Regions from separate parts of the Gasterosteus aculeatus genome. Here region 1 is linked to region 2. The links are chromatin contacts, called in public Hi-C maps. All regions are on one chromosome and are shown on one strand. The core of a region is the stretch at or near the end of the contact, and the rest is flanking DNA. Distances in the headings are between cores, read along the strand shown. Region 1 overlaps enox2 (ecto-NOX disulfide-thiol exchanger 2). Region 2 holds the start of med12 (mediator complex subunit 12).

The links. Hi-C and Micro-C count contacts between places; a contact is called where the count stands out from the background.
Region 1: a Hi-C map of tail fin shows a contact between it and region 2, with 2.3 times the contacts expected there. The contact joins the enhancer-like site here to the promoter of med12 in region 2. A contact is called at or near these places in 2 of 6 Hi-C or Micro-C datasets (skeletal muscle and tail fin).

What each region holds. Positions count from the first base shown.
Region 1 is chr4:7,555,919-7,559,140 of fGasAcu3.hap1.1, reverse strand. It overlaps enox2 (ecto-NOX disulfide-thiol exchanger 2), which reads left to right. Exons shown (of 16, transcript XM_078100718.1): 16 at 1,846-2,564. The coding sequence ends at 1,977. Among protein-coding and RNA genes, the nearest start is that of LOC120817863, 12 kb to the right of the region's middle. Within about 2 kb of position 1,555, at least 1 of the 9 cell types and tissues checked has open chromatin away from gene starts, as enhancers often do.
Region 2 is chr4:7,522,486-7,525,616 of fGasAcu3.hap1.1, reverse strand. med12 (mediator complex subunit 12) reads left to right here and starts at 1,251. Exons shown (of 43, transcript XM_078100714.1): 1 at 1,251-1,477; 2 at 2,252-2,356; 3 at 2,468-2,659. The coding sequence starts at 1,376. It overlaps LOC120817863 (ATP-binding cassette sub-family C member 5), which reads left to right. Exons shown (of 28, transcript XM_078100717.1): 28 at 1-142.

The DNA.
Region 1 (3,222 bases), core at 306-2,805, 33 kb before region 2:
CCACTCACACGAGGATTTCAAAAGGCCAAATTTCAATGTAACCCCCCCGGAAGGTAACGCCAAGATTAACGGCCTGTTTTATTACCGTGCCAACGAGGACATCATCAGGAGAAACGGGCCGATGTCCTCTCTCCCTTTACAGTCGCAGTCTCCGGCCGCGCAGAAGACAAATTCAACTTCTGTGCAGAAACCGTCCAATTCCAAGCCACTTAAACTCCCTCAAGAATTTAATTTAATTGTCTCCTCGTCCACAGGGTTGCCCCAGGAAATGATTGTTCTCTGTAGCCAGTCTTTGAATGTCCTCATCAACAACCTTGACTCATTCTCACACTTGCAAAGAACAGAGTGGACCGTCTTCTCTCATGCCTTTTGGGTCATTTAATCCGTGCCTTCACGTGTGTGCGTGACAACGTACGCCCACTCCGATCCGTCATTGTCTCGTCTGTCATTCTCGCGTTGACTCTCCGCCACTGAGAGTTTTGTCAGTTTCACCGAACCGAGACTCTCCGGCACAGGAGGCCAATCCGCTCTGCTTATCTGCCGGCCCCACGCGCGGCTCCGTCGTCTAGTGATGTCACGCCAGCGCCGTCTCCGCGGTGGACATTGATGCGTCCTGACACCGGCATCGGACTCCGACAAGCCAGTTGTTGATGCGCGACACCGTGGGTCGGCAGCGGCAGCTCCTGCAGGGGATTTTGGTAAATGTCACCTCAGGATTACAGGTGACTGATGATCGTCGGCCCACCCGAGCGCTGTGAGCCTGATCTCCCTCAGTCAGGTGGCAGCGCCATCATTTTACACGAACCACGGTCCTCTTGGCTTGGAGTGGAGAGGAGGTGTTGTGCGTAAAAGAATAAAACGTGTGCGCAATGTTCAAAGTTAAGTCATCGGTTGAATTGGCAGAAATATTGGTGGGCATATTGATTACGGCAATAGACCCTGTGCTAGTTTAAATATGAAGGGGAGGTGCAAGGTGAACACATATTACAAACACACGTTAAAATAAACGTACATTCATTTCAATAGAATTGTGATGTAAAGATTATTTTAATGAACAATTTTATTTCATCATTAAAAAACATCCCATGCAAAAGAATACCATTAGTGATTCAGCATGTCTCAAATTTCATGAGTCAGCGTAAAGCAGCACGTGTAGGATTTAGAGACCTCCAGTGGTGGGGTTGCAGATTACAGCCCACTGAAAACATGATGGTGAGATAAAGGCTTTTACGGCTTTTAATTCCTGCAAAGTAAAAGTGCGTAAAGCTCTTTGTAGATCCAGCGTTGGGTTTGTCCTTTCCGGGCTACTGTAGAAACCCGACGGACTCTGAATATATGAACGTCTCATTTCAAAGCTAACAAAACAATTCTTACGTTTTATATTTCATTTTTACCAATCAATCTCCTTAAATCCTACACAATGTTCTTTTAAAATGCAAAACTTTTCTAAAGTTGGAATCCCTCCCGTTGGCTCGTCTGGACGACAGAACCTGTGCACAGGAAACGGCTCGAGGCGTGACGGGTTGGAGTTCTATGCTGCTGCTTTGTGTGAAGCCGTTGCAGCCCGTCAACGTAGGGATTTTGTTCTGAGCCGTTTGTTGGCACACTTCCTGTGAGCAATCAAAACAAAGTTTCATCAAAAGTCTGCCAAAATACCGTGGTCCATTCCGTCACAGTTTTTAATTAAATGAGACACGGCTTCGGCAGCCAAGTCACTGTTGTTGTTCTGTAGACCTGTCGGTACTTTTCAAAGATCTGATTCGCATTCATTCATTCATGCAAGTTGAAATGGCAACATGAAGATGGATCGTCTAATTCTTGTCTAATCTTTGTGTATTTCTGCAGATCAACACCGGCGAGGTGGAGGCTCTTCTCTCCCGGCTGCCTTGCACCTTCAGACAGGAGCTGACCGGCGTCGGCGCCAGTCTGGAGAAACGCTGGAACTTCTGCGGCTTCCAGGGCATCAAGAGCACGTAGACTGTTGCCGCGAGACAAGACAGCGGGGGGGGGACACTGTAAAGATGCAAAAGACGCAGTATAAAGCCCACAAATATCAAAGACAGACTGTACAAGGACACCGAAGACTGAGCACACAGCTCAGACGAGGAGCATTTCAGGGACTCTGTGGGTGGCGGAGATGTAAAAAAAAAAAAAAAAAAGACATTTCCACGGTCACGTGAATGTCGGCGGCAAACACTCTCTATCACGTCTAAATGTTGTTAGACCTGACGACTCTCCAGAAGACCGCCGGCCCCTACAGTCACTGGATTATTATGTAGTAGTCGTGCTTTCTGAGCCTAATCCGTGGCTCCGTACGGCGTCAGTGAGCAGCCGGGGCCGCGCGGCCGAGGAGGCCGACGGGGTCCACGGGAACACTTGAAACCTCCGAGCTCTTTGGCCTCCAGCGCTCCGGTTTTTGCCGATCCTGGTTTGTAAAATAGATTTAAAAAATGGATATATTTCTTCATTTTCTGTAAAGGCCGTTGCATAGAATTATTTGTTGTTATACACTGTAAATGCTTGGATGATATTTTGATTATAAAAAGACAGTTGAGTATATAAAAGTTTCAAGTAATATATTTTTTTTATCCGATGCTCAAATATTCAGGTTGTAAAATAAGTGTGTGTGTGTGTGTGTGTGTGTGTGTGTGTGTGTGTGTGCGCGCACCCATTCTTGTTTGAAGGGCATTGTTTTGTTTCTACCTTTTTCTCCTCTTGGGGCTTCTGCACTGAGGCTGATTTTTGAAACCTTACATGAAGCCATTTGTGTCCTTTCTAAAGAAAAATGAAGCCGGGGGCTGACTGCACAGCGGCGTCTCACTTTACTGGGAAACACACCAGAGGGGGGTTATGTAATGATGTTTAATTGGTGTGATGCAGTTTTTGTGTTGTACAATTTGCACACAAAATGTGTGTGTGTGTGTTCGCGCGGGCTACTTTCCAGGATCCATATATCGAACGGTTACACAACACTACGGAAGGAACTTTTTGTCTCCATCCAAACCCGATTCATAAATCCCAGTCAGGCCTTCTCGATGACCCCGCCACCCCCCCGACTCCGAGCAACAGAGCTTTATTATCCCACGTGATCCGCGCTCGCTGAGCCTATTTATCTCCTGCAGGCTTTCTTTTTTAAGTCTGTGCCCGTGCGCTTGTCAGGTACTCCTCCTCGTACCCGAATTAATAATGGAGAACGGGAATGTTTTTCCTACAAGCTTCCAC
Region 2 (3,131 bases), core at 2-2,501:
ACAATCAAGCTTGTGTTAAAAAAAAAAAAGAGTGCAATATTTTTTCCTTTGCCTTTATGCACGTGAGATTGTAATCTTTTTGTAAATATTTGATATTTCTTCATATGGTTCTTGATTCTCAATAAACAATATATTTTATTTATGCTGATGTGCGGTTATCTTCCTTATTTTAAGTGTGAAATGTGAACTACTAATTGTAGAGGTTAGAGTCTGCCCAAGGTCTGTGAAAGGATATACACATGTGTAATACAGTATTATAATGTGTTTTCTGGCTCAGCGCACTTCTATTGGTGCACACATACCTGTTCTATTGGTCAGCTGTTAGCAAAAAACATAAATTCTGCAGGAACTGGAATTGGTGAAGCGGCACAGGAGTCAAAGGGGATATTTATTTATGACAAAACTTGGACAGCACAAAGATGTTTCTGCATGTGTGAGATGGATAAACAACCGGACTCCGTCACTACATACCCTGACCCTCAGCTGCTAACAAAACATCCTGACAACATCTTGTAAGAGGATTCAGCTCCTTGATACTACATATCACACCACATGACAATCTTATATACTCAGCTTGCAGGTATCTGTTTAGTACGTTTGAGAACGTAAGTATCTCCAGGGTGTTTCTGTATGCTTTCTATTTGCTCGGCTGTTGACTGTCTTTTGCTCCCCGTTTGTCCTAAAGTGTCCTAAAGTAGAGGTATACCAATATGTTTCTTTGTCTACATGGAAACTAATAAGCTGCTGGGCCCCAGGCTGCTGTAACACCTCTTAACGTGTGGTAATTATGCTCTGCTTAGGAAACTGAATCAGACTGAAATGCTGAAGTCCTAAAACTGAATGTTGACGCATACCTGTCAGGACAGAAAGGGGGTCTTATCTAGCAGGACCCATCTAAAGGCCTGTTTTTTTAATGCAATTGTGTTTTGTGAACAAATATGCAGACATTCAGTGCACTTTACAGCTATTACTCTACATGATGAAACCCATCAACCCAAAGACAAAGGTGTGATATTCTTGACCCAATGCAGGCTATATAGGCTGGTAGATTAAAATGCAATTATTCTGAAAAAAAATTCACAAAATCCTGTTGGCCCAACGTGTTCCCTCTCTTCATCATCAAGTCAAATTGGCACACTCGTATTACCAAAAAAACACGTGTTGATTGTGTACTCCATTGTTATAGTGTATGAATAAGAATTCTATATACATTTACAAAAATTCAAGAAGAAAGGTTTCATTCAGATGCACTGTGTGTTCTCCGTGACTTTTATTTTGAAGTTTGGGTACGAAGCCGTGCCGGAAGCGAGTGTCGTTGTTGTAGCTCCGCTCGGGCTGTTGGGGAGGAGGAAAGCCCTGGCTGTGATGCCTCTGGATGATGGCTGCTTTCGGGATCCTAAGTTACGAACACCGGCCGTTAAAGAGGCCCCGACTGGGCCCTCCGGACGTTTATCCCCAAGATCCAAAGCAGAAAGAGGTCAGGTTCTACGATGTGCAATCTCAAAGTCCACGAATGTGGTTTTGTGGGAGGAAATTTTCAGCCGTGAAACTGCCCGAGCTAACGGCAGCTAGCCCGTGTAGCCAGCCCTCTAGACGAGTTGGGCCTAGCAATAACAATGAACAGTACCTAGTTGTCAGTTGGTTAGCTTCCTCGCCAGCTCGCCCGGAGAGCTACCGGTTCGTTAGGTATCGCTTGGCTAAGCTAGCCCGTCGCCTGTCGGGTTCTAACCGGTCCGAGCCGACGCTAAACGGGCAACCGGTACGTTTCGCTTTGTGATGAAAACGACGTAACGCGTTTCGCCCTTTTCTTTTAAGATGGCAATTGTTCGTTTAGTTACGTGTGGTGATCCAACGCGTTTACGTCAACCAGCGTTCTACCTTCGCGTCGCGTTCGTTTCCCGATGTGCGACCTGTGCTGAGTTTTGTGAGCTCGGAGTTTGGCCTAACGTTAGCCAGGCAACGCGGCGGTGCTGCTGGCTCCCGATCTATTATTAACCTACGGATGTAATCTGTTGATGTACACGGGAAAGCGGACCGCTCTACCTGTGGGTCTCTGTTGCTGCAGGTATCCTACAATGACGTAGTAACACGATTATGGATATCTTACACAACGCAATTAAGCACATATGCAGATTTTCCTCAAACTACCGCTTATCTAATTACTATTTTTTCATATTTGAACACTGGTGAATGTTTATGAATATTTTTTTATTGATCATAATTCAACCTGAGAAATGTGTTTTTGTTTCAGGATGAGCTGACTGCTCTGAATGTGAAACAGGGATTCAATAACCAACCAGCTGTGTCTGGTGATGAACATGGCAGTGCCAAAAATGTCAACTTCAACCCCTCAAAGGTAACGACCCCCCCTCCGGCCCACTTAATAAGCTCAGGTCCTCGTTTCTCGCTGCGATGTATAGCGTGATCCATCCTGGCCCTCATACATGTCCAACTCCGTGCGTTGCAGATCAGCTCAAACTTCAGCAGCATCATCGCAGAGAAGCTGCGTTACAACACGTTTCCAGACACGGGGAAACGTAAGCCACAGGTCAACCAGAAGGATAATTTCTGGCTCGTCACAGCAAGGTCACAAAGCTCCATCAATAACTGGTTCACGGATTTAGCGGGGACTAAACCTCTGACACAGCTGGCTAAAAAGGTAGGACCCTGTCTTGAGTCTATCAAAGCCATCCTCCCCCAATGGATCTCTATTTGGGTTTTTGTGGCTGTAATGATGGCCGAAGGGTTCACCTACTATTGCATATGCTTCACCCTCTGCGCTGTGCTTCGGCTGGTTGATCCATGTTATTCTCTGCCTCGCGGTCTCCTGCTCATGTTTTTTATTAGATTTCTCATTCCATTGTTTTATTTTGCTGATTTCCACCATTTACATTAGGAAAGGACTGGACTGGATTTTTAGACGGTCGGCAAAACAATTGTCGCCCAACAAAGGACGTGTATAATATCTCATGCATTTACTTTGTTTGGAGTTTAAAATTAAAATAAAAGGATTATTTCATGAGGATAATAAATATTGTATGCAAAATAGGGTGTAATCAAGTATCTGTCAAAATAAAATGCATTCTAGCGTGTTGAACGTTAGCATATTGAATCCACAGTTCAATGTTAGC